2 separate regions of the Mus musculus genome follow, and region 1 is linked to region 2. The links are chromatin contacts, called in public HiChIP or PLAC-seq maps. All regions are on one chromosome and are shown on one strand. The core of a region is the stretch at or near the end of the contact, and the rest is flanking DNA. Distances in the headings are between cores, read along the strand shown. Region 1 holds the start of 1700039E22Rik (RIKEN cDNA 1700039E22 gene). Region 2 has its middle 14 kb from the start of Gm35610.

What was found. HiChIP or PLAC-seq counts read pairs in DNA pulled down with a chosen protein or histone mark.
Region 1: a contact with region 2 is called in an H3K4me3 HiChIP or PLAC-seq map of embryonic stem cells, with 31 read pairs. The contact joins the promoter of 1700039E22Rik here to the enhancer-like site in region 2. A contact is called at or near these places in 3 of 39 promoter capture datasets (embryonic stem cells, hippocampal neurons and liver), 1 of 484 Hi-C or Micro-C datasets (stem cell-derived neural progenitor cells) and 5 of 115 datasets of contacts at active chromatin or transcription factors (craniofacial prominence, embryonic stem cells, forebrain and 1 more).

Annotation. Positions count from the first base shown.
Region 1 is chr19:44,832,445-44,838,253 of GRCm38.p6, reverse strand. It overlaps 1700039E22Rik (RIKEN cDNA 1700039E22 gene), which reads left to right and starts at 2,316. Exons shown (of 3, transcript NR_045315.1): 1 at 2,316-2,763; 2 at 5,430-5,551. It overlaps Pax2 (paired box 2), which reads right to left. Exons shown (of 10, transcript NM_001368747.1): 8 at 4,987-5,088; 9 at 2,777-2,863; 10 at 1-2,284. The coding sequence ends at 2,163.
Region 2 is chr19:44,724,316-44,730,174 of GRCm38.p6, reverse strand. No RefSeq gene overlaps it. Among named protein-coding and RNA genes, the nearest start is that of Gm35610, 14 kb to the left of the region's middle. Within about 2 kb of position 3,919, at least 87 of the 459 cell types and tissues checked have an H3K27ac peak or open chromatin away from gene starts, as enhancers often do. A contact at or near this core is called in embryonic stem cells, forebrain and stem cell-derived neural progenitor cells, where this site is marked.

The sequences.
Region 1 (5,809 bases), core at 1,067-3,566, 110 kb before region 2:
TTTTATTATTATTTTTATTATTATTTATCATGTGCACAAAAAAAGAAAGAAAAGAGAAAGAAAGAAAAAAGAAAGAAGGAAAGAGAGAAAGAAAGGAAAAATAATCAAAACGAACCGACACGTTGAAAGTGGCGGAGGAGCCGGGACTTGTGGAAGGCTAAGCCTTCTCCTGGATTCCGCACTCCTGGAGCGCGGCCAGCTCCACACAAGACTGGGTCAGGCTGGGCCTCGAAGCTGGGACCTCGTTGCCCTCGCCATCCAGCTCCAGCCACTGGAGCACGGTCGGGCGCCGGCAGTTCCCTTAGATTGTTCACTTTTCTCGCTTTCCTTTTCAAATAAAATGGCTCGAAGGAAAGCGCACTCTGGGCTAGGACTCCAAGCCTTTTCGGATTTGTTCAAGGATTTTTATTTATTTATTTATTTACTTATTTTTTTTTCACTTTTATTTACTTTGTTTCTGTTATTTCGGGTCGTCACGATCCACGGTTGAGGAGACATGCAGGGAGCATCGCCGCTACCGAGAGAGCAACTACAGGGTGGGGTGGGGCAGGGTGGCCTGGTCGGGCACGTGGGGCATGGCCACAAGGGGCCAAGCCCCGAGGTTGGTTCTGCCATCTTAGATGTAGCCTTGGAGGCCTGGGGCAGAACGGACCGAGACAGAGACAAGTGAAGAAGAGAAAGAGACACAGAGGGGTCGAGAGTAGCAGAGAAAAGGGAGATGAAGTGGGAGAGATGCAGGGCGATGAACACGGAATTACAGAGAAACAGTCAACAAAACAGGCGAGAGGTGTCCACGGGACCATGTTCGTCATTTTGCATAGAGATTTCTTTCATAATTTTTTTTTGTAACGTAAAAAAATGCCCCCCTCCCCCAGGACGTGCTGTGCTTTAGTGGGCATGTAGCTGTGTCCCCCCTCCCTCCCCCCAGCGAGCGGCGACTCTCACAGCACGGACAGAAGGGTGTATCTACAGGCAGGGGGGCGGGGGGGGGGCGGGAGGACAGGGACTCTATGGTACCCGGAGGGGCGGGGCAGAGAGGGAGGGGCTATGTACAGAGAGAGGTTCGCCTCGACAGCACACACCGTCTTTCTATAAAGCAGCCTGTTGGGTTTTTGTTTGTTCATTTTTGCAAAGACCATCATCATATTAAATAAGTGTAGACTTTTTTTTTTTTTTGAGGCTCTGTTCAGCTCCTGCCCAAGGGAAGGCTGGGGAGGGGGTGCTTGGGGGGAATGGGGCGGGGAGACCCGGATTTTCATCTGGGGCGGCTCGGTCGTCAGTTCCTTCCAGGCTTTTTGCGCCCGCAGGTTGGGAGTTTGGGATGGGAGGGTGGGGGTGGGCAGCGCATTACTGATGGGAAAAGATCAATGCTCGCAGCCGCAGCCTGAGGACACGGTTCCCGCGGTGGCCCCGACGTGGCTGCGTGCTTGGGACCAAACACAAGGTGTCGTGGGATGAGCCGAGGAAGCACAGGAGGGAAAAGTGAGAGGCCAGCAGGTGGAAGAGGCGCTGACGTAAGGGCAAGGCGGGGCCGAGAGGAGAGTCACTGCAGAAGGAGATCGCAGGCCCAAGGGAACTAGGCAGTTCAGGTGGATGAGCTCAGTTGGCGTCTGCTCGCCTTGGGTACCAGCCTTGGAAAACGCTGTCGCCCCAAACGCTGTCCCTCGAGTCCGACCCTTGCGTCCCAGTGCCACCGTCTGGGGCGGGGCGCAGACAGAAGGCGGGGTCAGCTTGGCAGGCACAGGGGGGATGGGGCAGGATTTCCCCCCTAGGGTCTCCCCGGCGGCTCCTCCTTCAGCACAAAGTCCTTTCCTTAGCTTCCCTTGCTCAGCTTCTCCAGCGAAGCCTCCCGACTCCCGGGCGTCCGAAGTGGGCTGCCCCTGGGTGGGCCACGCTGATTGTGTGTCACAGAAACGGCGCGCGGGCCAGAGGCGGGCGGGCTTCCGGACGGCGCCGCGGTCCAGGCAGGCGGGGAGGGGCGACGGGCGGGGCTGGGGCCTGAGGGTCCCACCCGCGGCTCCACCTGTCCTGTCTGGCCATCGACAGGGTGATGAGAAGGGCTGCGGGGCTTGGGGGAGGATGTCTCGAGGTGGGGGTGGGACAGGGACGGTGGCCGAGAGGCAGCGCGTCGCTTCGGTCCTCCCTCCCTCTGGGGTGGGCGGTCAGACGGGGACGATGTGGAGGCCGAAGCTGTCTGCCTGAAGCTTGATGTGGTCCCCGCGGTAACTAGTGGCGGTCATAGGCAGCGGCAGCAGCGGCAGGGGCGGAGCCCCGGGGGGCGGCACTATAATAATAAGGGGAACCTGGAAGTTAACACAGGAGAAGAATGGGCTGGGTGAGAGGACAAACAGGAGAACAAAAAAGGAAAGAAAAGCAAAGAAAAGCCCTCCCCGGGTCCAGCGGGATCAGGCCTGGAGGACTGTGGCTCGGCCCCGAGGCCAGATGCCCAGGAGTAGTGCTGCATCCACAGGGCGGGAGAGGGACAGGACAGGTGACACCCGGCTGCGGATCCCCCAAGGGGTCCGACGGCCACTGTTGGCTAAGAGCCCTCCAGTGATCAAGAGGTAGGGGAGGGAAGAGGCTGGAGGCGCAGGCGTCCTGGTGGTATCCCCAGGACCCGGCGCTGCTCTAATGGGCCTGTCTCCCTGGCCCATCCGGGTACCCAGAATTGGGGTGGTCCTGAGTGGGATCCGTATCCCGAAGCAGCCTGCGCGCCCGAGCTGGCGAGCGGGTAGGCGACCTTGGGAGCCGCCGGCCTGCCAGGTGGCGTACTCACTTAGTAAGGCGGGGTTGCTGAATCTCCAAGCCTCATTGTAGGCGGTGTACTGGGGATGGCTGTATGGGTTGCCTGAGAACTCGCTCCCTGTGGGAGGGCGGGGAACTGGAATTAGAGGCGTTCAACGTGTCCAGTTGGCCTCTTCTGTCCTGTCCTCACTAGTCCCAGTCTTGGGTGTTTCAAGCAGGGATAGGGCCCCTGGGAGCAGGCCAGAGGCCAGGTAATCCACACACTCCGAGCTCTGCATGGGGACAGCCACCATAGACAAGTAGCAGCCAGATCCCTGCACACCTAGGCATGGAGGGAATCTGTGGGCGGGTTTGTGCCTGGGCTCTCCTGCAAGAGATCGCTGCCCAGGAAGGGTTTGGTCTTGGTCTGGCTGCTCCCACTTAAGTAAATTGGGAGCTGAGAGCTTTTACAGTGGACACTGGCTTTAGGGATTCTACAGCATGAGAGAGGGGGAAGGTGGAGCAGGAAGGCCCCTGGGACACTTTGTCCCAGAAAGCCCTAAGAATGGCATCTCAGAGCTGTGCCAAAGCTAGGCAGGTGGTAGTGGTGGTGCCCTCCTGGGAAATAACCCCTCCCACTTTTCCCTCCTGAGGTTCAGTACAAGGGCCACGTAACTGGGGAAGTGAACTGCGGGAATCCACTGGACTGCTCGCAGGCTCAGGAGCAGTGAGCAGTGGAGGGCACAGTGGGTTGGGAGCCTTCGGGAGCTACCTCCCTCCCTCCAGGAGGAGAAAGGCCAGGCCTATGGGTTTCCCCCCTGGCCCTTTCTCCTGTGTGATGACCCCAGACTGTTTACAGTGATCCCTAACCGCGGGTTAAGTAGAGGAGAAGGGGCCCCACTCCAAGAAGGAGCTGGGTGGGGGTGGGGGATGCAGCCACTGGAAAGCCTGTTTATTGACGAGGAGGGAAAGCATGCGTGCAGCAGGATAATGAGCTTCTGAGCTCAACTGTGACCAAGAGGAACTGAGCTATCTCCTTCCCCATCGCTAATGAAACAAGTGTAATTTCCTCATCAGCACTAGATTCTGTTTAACGACTCCCCCCTTGCCACCATGAGCTCTCTGCGGCTCCCCTCATCCCTACCTCCCTGTAGACTCCCCACCCCCCACCTCCCCACTCTTTCCTCACCACCACCACCCCACCTCCCTAAGACCTCCTCCAGCCTCCACCTGCTCACTGCTGGGATCTTCTTCCAGAGCCATCCCTTGCTCCCCCACCAACAGCTTCTACTTGCCTTCTCCCAAGTGTGAGCCCCAATCCCTTCATCCGCACCTCCAACTTCTCTCAGTCAGCCCTATTCTCTTAACAGGCTGTAACGGGCTCCCCAGTTTCTCAACCCTTACTCAGGGCCGTGCCTTGATGAATAAGGCCAATCCAGCTTTCTGTCCTCTCTTTCTCCCTCTACCAGTGAGGGTTGAACTTGAGGAGTGGGGCATACAAAAGGGCTCCAGAGACAGTGGACTACAGGCTGGGAGAGTCTTAGCCACCTTAAGGTGAGAGATTTTGGTGTTTCAACACCAAACTTCAACTCTCTTTGACTTTAAGCCACTCTCATTTGGGGTGAAGGTTAGAGAGGACAGCCACCAGGCTGCTTCCTGAACCCCAAACCCAAGTCCAGTGCCTCTCAGCAAAAGGGTACACTAGAGATTCAGAGGAGCACAGAGGACCTGGGTCCTCTGAAGACATGTGGAGTTGTTGTAGCTAATTTTTCTCTGAAGCTAACATCTCTCTGGTTCCCTCCTGTCCACTTTGAGACTAGCTTCCTTCTCTCTAGATTGGGATTGGTTCTCCACAGTGGTCTCCTCCCCTGGCTTGGTGTAGACCAGCATGGCTTTGTCTGAATGACTGCCATGCCCCTGAAAATGGTCCTTGGTTCCAAGTTTCCATGGAAACCAGGGCAGGCTCTTCCAGGCAGTGTCAGCTAGCTGAGTTAGGCATAGACTTGGACGGATGGGTGCTGAGGAAGGGCTATAACCTAAAGCTGTGTTGACAAGGGAACATTTCTGTATGCTTCCTCCTTGCATTGCTTCTAAAGAGTCAGCTATGGCCATAGAAGGACAATGGTTTGCAGAACAATGGCTTGTTGGTTCTCCCCCCCCCCCCAACCCCCGACTCCCAGCCACAGATTACAGTCCACTAGCAGCTCTCCCACAATTTAGTTAACCCCACCCAGATGAGACATCTACAGCATTGTCACCTACCAGGCACCATTCCTGCCAGGGTGGAGGTAGGGTAGCTTCCCTGGCCAGTGGGGGGCACATGAGGGGGGTAACCAGGTAGAGTGGTGCTCGTCATATCACGACCTGGAAAAACACAAAGGGGAAGGAGTGAGGCCTAGAAGAGAGGGGCCTGCCTCAGCTCGCTCTGGGATGCTCTAGGGAGAGGATGCTCTTAGAGAGGAAGGAGATGAGCACTCAGGCATTCGGACTCCTGAGTGCCTGGATATGGATCCAAATGTCTACGTGTGTGTGTGTGTGTGTGTGTGTGTGTGTGTGTGTGTGTGTGTGTGTGTGTATGCACACCTCTGTTTTATATTGCTCATTGTGTATCTGTGCATTGTGTGTTTGCCCTTGTCTGTATCTCCAACAGCCTCAACCCAGATGGAGATGGGTGGAGATGACCTGGTTTTATTCTTTCTCTATAGATGCTCAGCTATGATTGTTCTGGTGGACCTCTGTCATGTCTACTCTCCTCTACATCTCCTCTTCCCAAACCCCTGTCTTTCCTTCAGGCTTTGAAGATACCCCATTACCATCTTCTATGAGGGTAGGTGCTTTCTTTATTCTGAGTGGAACAGTAGATGCTGAGCCCGTTAGGTCTGGAGGACAAGGGACTAACCCTTGGGCTATTTTGCTATGATTGTAGCATTTACACGATAGAAAACCATCTCTGAAGTGAAGCAGGAACTTTGAGGATAAGCAGATCAGACGAAGTTCCAATGAGCAAAATTTTGCTCCCCCTACCAGCAGCCTCCCTGGAGACTAGACCTCTATTATACAGAGCCTCTATTACACAGAGCCCAGG
Region 2 (5,859 bases), core at 2,670-5,169:
CCTTATGGGGCATCTTTTTGAAGCAGGTGTTGTTGACTAAGGCTCATTTGGATGGAGGTTTCACCAATGCTCACATGCTAGGGGTGGAGCTTTGATGTTAACCTGGCTTGCCAGCCAAAGTGGTGCACAGCCCCTTCTCAGAAGGAGGGAAGGATGCTGCCGATGCCAAATGTCTGCATCGACCGAGAACATGTCTCTTCCACAAGTCTCTCAGGTAAGAGTTAGTAGTCCTCAAAATACCTTCTGGATTAGATGCCATAATTACCCCATTTTACAGATAGGGAAGTTGAGGCAGGGAGATCAGCTAAGCCATCCAGTTACACTGGCCAGAAGGTGGTTGAGTTGACAGCCTTATATTTGTATGCGTGTTCACCCACAATACCTTTGTCCTTCTGCCAAGCCTGGTTAAGACTAAATAAAGTAGAATATCCCCAATTCTCCATCTTTTCTCCTGCACTAGGCATCTAGTATTAATCCCAACACCCTGCACATGACTAAGGAAGAACAGGCAGGTAGGCATTGAAGGAACTTTCCAGACCCCTTTGACTACATCCATGCTTCTGTTGGCCAAACAAAGGCTCTGGCAGGATCCAGATCAGGGGCCCAAGGGCAGCCAGAGACAGACTAAACCAAAAAGACAAGTTTGGTGGCTAGGTGTAGATACCAGCCTTGCCTAGGGCCTCAAGTATTTTAAGAATTGATTTTACAAACATTTAAAGGTACTTAGGACATGTGTGATACGTTCTAGGTACATTATTAGTGTACTAACTTCCTCTTTCTGCAAAAACAATTGCTACCATCTTTTAAAAGATTTTTTTTTTTTTTTTTGGTTTTTCGAGACAGGGTTTCTCTGTGTAGCCCTGGCTGTCCTGGCACTCACTTTGTAGACCAGGCTGGCCTCTAACTCAGAAATCCATCTGCCTCTGCCTCCATCTGCCTCTGCCTCCCGAGTGCTGGGATTAAAGGCGCGCGCCACCACACCCAGTTTAAGATTTTATTTTATTACGTGGATGGGTGTCTTGTCTGCGTGCATATCTGTGTGCCACAGGAGGGCCTAGGGCTTAAGGAAGCCAGGAAAGTGCTTAGCTCCAGTTGCCGCTAAGCCATCTCTCCAGCCCAACTTGTGAACATCTTAAACATCACATTTATTATCTTACATTTTGGGGTTCTGAAATTGAAACTGTGCTAGCAGGGCTTAACTTCTTCTCGGGGCCCTGGGGAAGGATTTGTTTGCCTGTTTGAATCTTTTGTAAGTCACCCACACCCCCTAGGTCATGGCTGCCTCATATCTGCCTATGTTTCTGTTCTCAGCTCTCCTTTGATAATGTGCGTGTTTTTCTCTGAGAAGATCATTCTGGTGGCATAGGCTCAACCAGATAATCTAGGATAGATGATGATGATGATGATGTCACCCTGGCTGGCCTGGAACTGTATATGTAGATCAGGCTGGCCTCACACTCACAAAAATCTATCTGCCTCTGCCTTCCAAGTGCTGTATAATCCAGGATAATTGATTCATCTCAGGATTCTTAACTTTAATTCTACCTTTTAATTTTATGTGTATGAGTGTTGCCTGTGTATATATCTGCACCACATCTGGGCCTAGTGCCCAAAGAGACCAGAAGAGGGCATTGGATTCTCTAGAATTAGAGTTATAGGCAGTTGGGAGCCATCCTGTGGGTTCTGGGAACCAGATCTAGGTCCTCTGCAAGAGAAGCTAATCTGAGTTGTCTTTCCTGCTCCTAATCCCTAGATCTTTTTATTTGTTAAGAATACTGGCTGCAGGCTGGAGAGATGGCTCAGTGATTAAGAGCACTGACTGCTCTTCTGAAGGTCCTGAGTTCAAATCCCAGCAACCACATGGTGGCTCATAGCCATCCATAATGAGATCTGATGCCCTCCTCTGGTGTGTCTGAAGACAGCTACAGTGTACTTACATATAATAATAATAATAATAAAAAAAGAATACTGGCTGCTTTTCAAGAGGTCCTGAGTTCAATTCCCAGCAAGCCCTAAATCCTTTTGTTTGTTTGTTTGTTTGTTTGTTTGTTTTTGAGACAGGGTTTCTCTCTGTAGTCCTGGCTGTCCTGAAATTCACTTTATAGACCAGGCTGACCTTGAACTCAGAGATCCACTTGCAACTGCCTCCCAAGTGCTGGGATTAAAGGTGTGTAGCCACCATGCCCAGCTAACCCCTAGATTCTTAATCACACTTCTCTGTTTTGAACATTTTTAGGGCACCAGCTATTCTTACTCCCACCATAGCGAGTATTAACTCATGTGACCAGAACGACAACTCTGTGAAATAAGTGTTGTCGCCATACTGTGAACAGTGACCCTAAGACACCTAGAGCCTGTGAACCCAAGGTCATATAGAGACTTAGCACACAGGAAAGTACATGTAGTTCAAGATATGTCCCCTGAGTCTGTGCTTTGGATCATCACATTTGGAGGGGTTGATAGACACCAATGTTCTGTTTCTGCAGGTGCACACTTTATCAGCTCACACGTCTATGGGTTTCACACACACACACACACACACACACACACACACCTTTCATGCATGTACATTCATGTGCTCAAATACCAGTGCACCATAGATATAGACTCCTATACAAAGTATCTGGGCACTTGCATCCACAGTCAGCCCCATACACGCACATCACACTCAGGTGCACACACTCTGAACACAGGCATTGTACACTCGTGTATCATACCTCAAGTACTGTCTACGCATGCCTATTATGCAAACACAGCAAACATACTTTTGGTAGTATTTGAACATACCGCCTATTAAAAGCCACATAATGCCATCTGATGTCTGTACCCTGCACACGAAACCGTGCCACATATAAACATATTTTCTTGGAAAACTATACCATGCCTGCCCAAAATACACACATTGTACATGAACACACAGAACAGACATGTACTCCATAAATACCTATGCTCCTATGTTGTCTAAACTTACATCTCACTCACACATACTGTGCATACACATATCTGTTCCTCACAGTCACTTATTTCACATACATATGAACACACAGTGTACATGCCAAATCACCTTGGCCTGAATACCCTGTTTACATGCACATATCATGTAGTTGTTCTCCATGTGCACTTTGAGTACATACACAGTCATGCACACACACAAACACATCACTGAATCACACATTAAATCCTTTCAAAATACATTTTATGCATACTTCCAGCAGTTAAAGAGAAGTATGCACCCTATGCAGGAATTCTAAATCCAACCTGAACTCTCTTCTTCACTGAGTACATCACATAAGAAAAAACCTCACAAACGTGCAAACTCATTCGACGTTTGAAGGTGCTTTTCTGCCAGCGTTTTCCACCTAGGAGAGTTCTGGTTATGCCCATTTTCATGGGAAGGAGGCTGAGGTAGGAGAGAGGCGGGGCTAGCCCAGGCCGCCCCGCCCCCACCCCGCCCTCAGCCGAGGTGTGATCAGCCCCCGGCACCGTATCCCTCATCCCCAATAGAAAAGTAGTTCCAATACCATGTTTGTTAACTAGGTTATCTAGGCTGTGGAAGATTTTAATGTTGAATTTTATAGCTTTACCACGCTCTGCCGTCCTTGTGAATATTGTAATATTGCATTTTTTACAAGTTACTCTTCTGTTAATGTTCCAGCTAGTAACTTTTATAATCCTCCTCAATGAAATTTTTTTGTATTCTTCCGCACCGTTAACCCCAATGGCGGCGCCTCGGCCCCTGGCAGGAGGCAGATACGAGATGAATTCCTCTTTAATCAGAAATAATAATAATAAAAACACACACGCGGCTACGCTGCCTCTCGCCCCGGCTTCCCTCGCGCCGCCGCCGCCTCTCAGGGCCGCCTGTGGACCCCGCGGCCCAGGCTCGGGGCGGCCTGCGACAGACGGCGGCGGCTGGGGCAGCGCGGGCTCGCAGCCACCGCGGCCGGCCAGGGCGCCTCCGGGGTCCCGGCTCTCCTCTAGCCCGAGCCGAGCCTCCGGCACCCCGCTCTCCCGGCATCCTCTATCTGCCGATGCCCCTCTGCGTGGGCCTCTCTGCGGCAGCCCGGGCCAAGCAATGGTTTCTCTCTGCTTCCGTCTATGGCTGCCTTCTGCTCTCCAGCTCCTTTCTTTTAGCTGCCCGCCCCTCCCAGTGTTTTGTTTGTTTGTTTTGAAATCCTAGATCTCATTTCCCACCCTCACTCCCCGGCTTTATCTGCTTTCCCTCATTATTGCTTTCTGCCCACGCCTACCCCCAAAATTCAAATTCGGTGTGGAGATTGGGAAGTTCCTGGGAAAGGATGATCCCTGGTTTGGGACGTGAAACCGTGGACCAGTTTGGGAACAGGGCTTGCATACATTTGAAACCCCTACCTTGGGAACCATAGGAGAAAGTGCCTGTGGGCATGCCAAGGGGAAGAAGCCTTAGGCGTGGACATGGGAGAGGTGTCCATGAGTTCAGGGTGAAAGGTCAAAGAGACCTAGGGAGAGCAGATGGCCAGTGGGACGCTGGTGTACTATCAGACCTGTCTCTCTCTCTCTCTCTCTCTCTCTCTCTCTCTCTCTCTCTCTCCCTTATTAGATTTGTTAATATATATATATTTATGCATATATGTGTACTACATGACTACCTGGTACCTGAGGTCAGAAGAGAGCACTGGGTCCCTTTGAAACTGGAGTTATGGATGGTGGTGAATCACCATGTCCAATGCTGAGAATTGAACCCAGGTCCTCCGCAAAAGCAGAAACTGGTCTTAGGCGCTGGGCCACCTCTCCAAGCCCTCCTCAGATGCATTCTCTCTCGTTCTGAGTTCTTGTCTAATGGGAAGGATCCACCAAAGAGGTAGGAAAAAAGCTGAAGGCTTGCAGACAAGCTGCAGTTAAGCTGCAGTCTTGGTGGAGGGAGGTTACCTACGGATGCTTTTGTTCTGAGGTGAATGAACTGACTTCTTTGGTAATGGCCCAAGAAAGCATGACCCAAGACTTACAGGAGTTTTGGTGTGTGTGTGTGTGTGTGTGTGTGTTTTTAACAAACATTTATTAAGTATCTACTATGTGCTAGGCCCTATTCTAGACCCTGCGAAGACAATGATAGACCTCTCGGAGTTTGCAAGACTAGTCGATGCGACAAATACATAAAAATTATACAAACATATCTCTAGAAACTAGGATCACTGCCAGGGATCCCTGGGCTGCATCATTTATTCCTTGGACCTGATTGCAGCTTCAGAGTAATAGTCCTGGTTTTCCTGTCACCGTGACCTATGCATAACACACACACACACACACACACACACACACACACACACACACACACACACACCTCCATTATAGAGAGTGGAGCCCCCTCCCAAGTGAGGTTTGAATCAGCTGCTCTTCAAGACTCCCTTCCCAGATCTGACCACAACAACATTCTCCTCCTTCATCATGCAGAAGGGATGGTGGTCCCACGCGTGAGAACAGAGGTGCCCAACATCTGGAAAGCAGAGTCTCAGCTCAGCCGAACATCTGGAGCGCTAATAGCAGGAGCTGCCAGTGGGCCCGGTATGCTGGGTTCTGGAAGGGTGTGGAAAGTGAAAAGACTTCCCTGTCAGGACACTCAACGTCCTTGGCTTCATGACCCTCAACCAAGAAAACCCGGCTTGCGAGATATAAATGGTATCCGGCCCTTTATGCAGCCCATGCCTGTGCCACCAGTGTAGCCCCAGGAACAGAATCCCCAGTTCTTGTAGGAAAGGGTTAAAAGGCCCCGCTTCCCGGCTCTTCCTTTATTAACCAGCCTGCAGAGTGCAGGTTGGGGGGGGGGGGTATTGTTAAGTGGGGTTGGGGAGGAAGGAAGGAGAGGAGGGGGGAAGGTTAGAG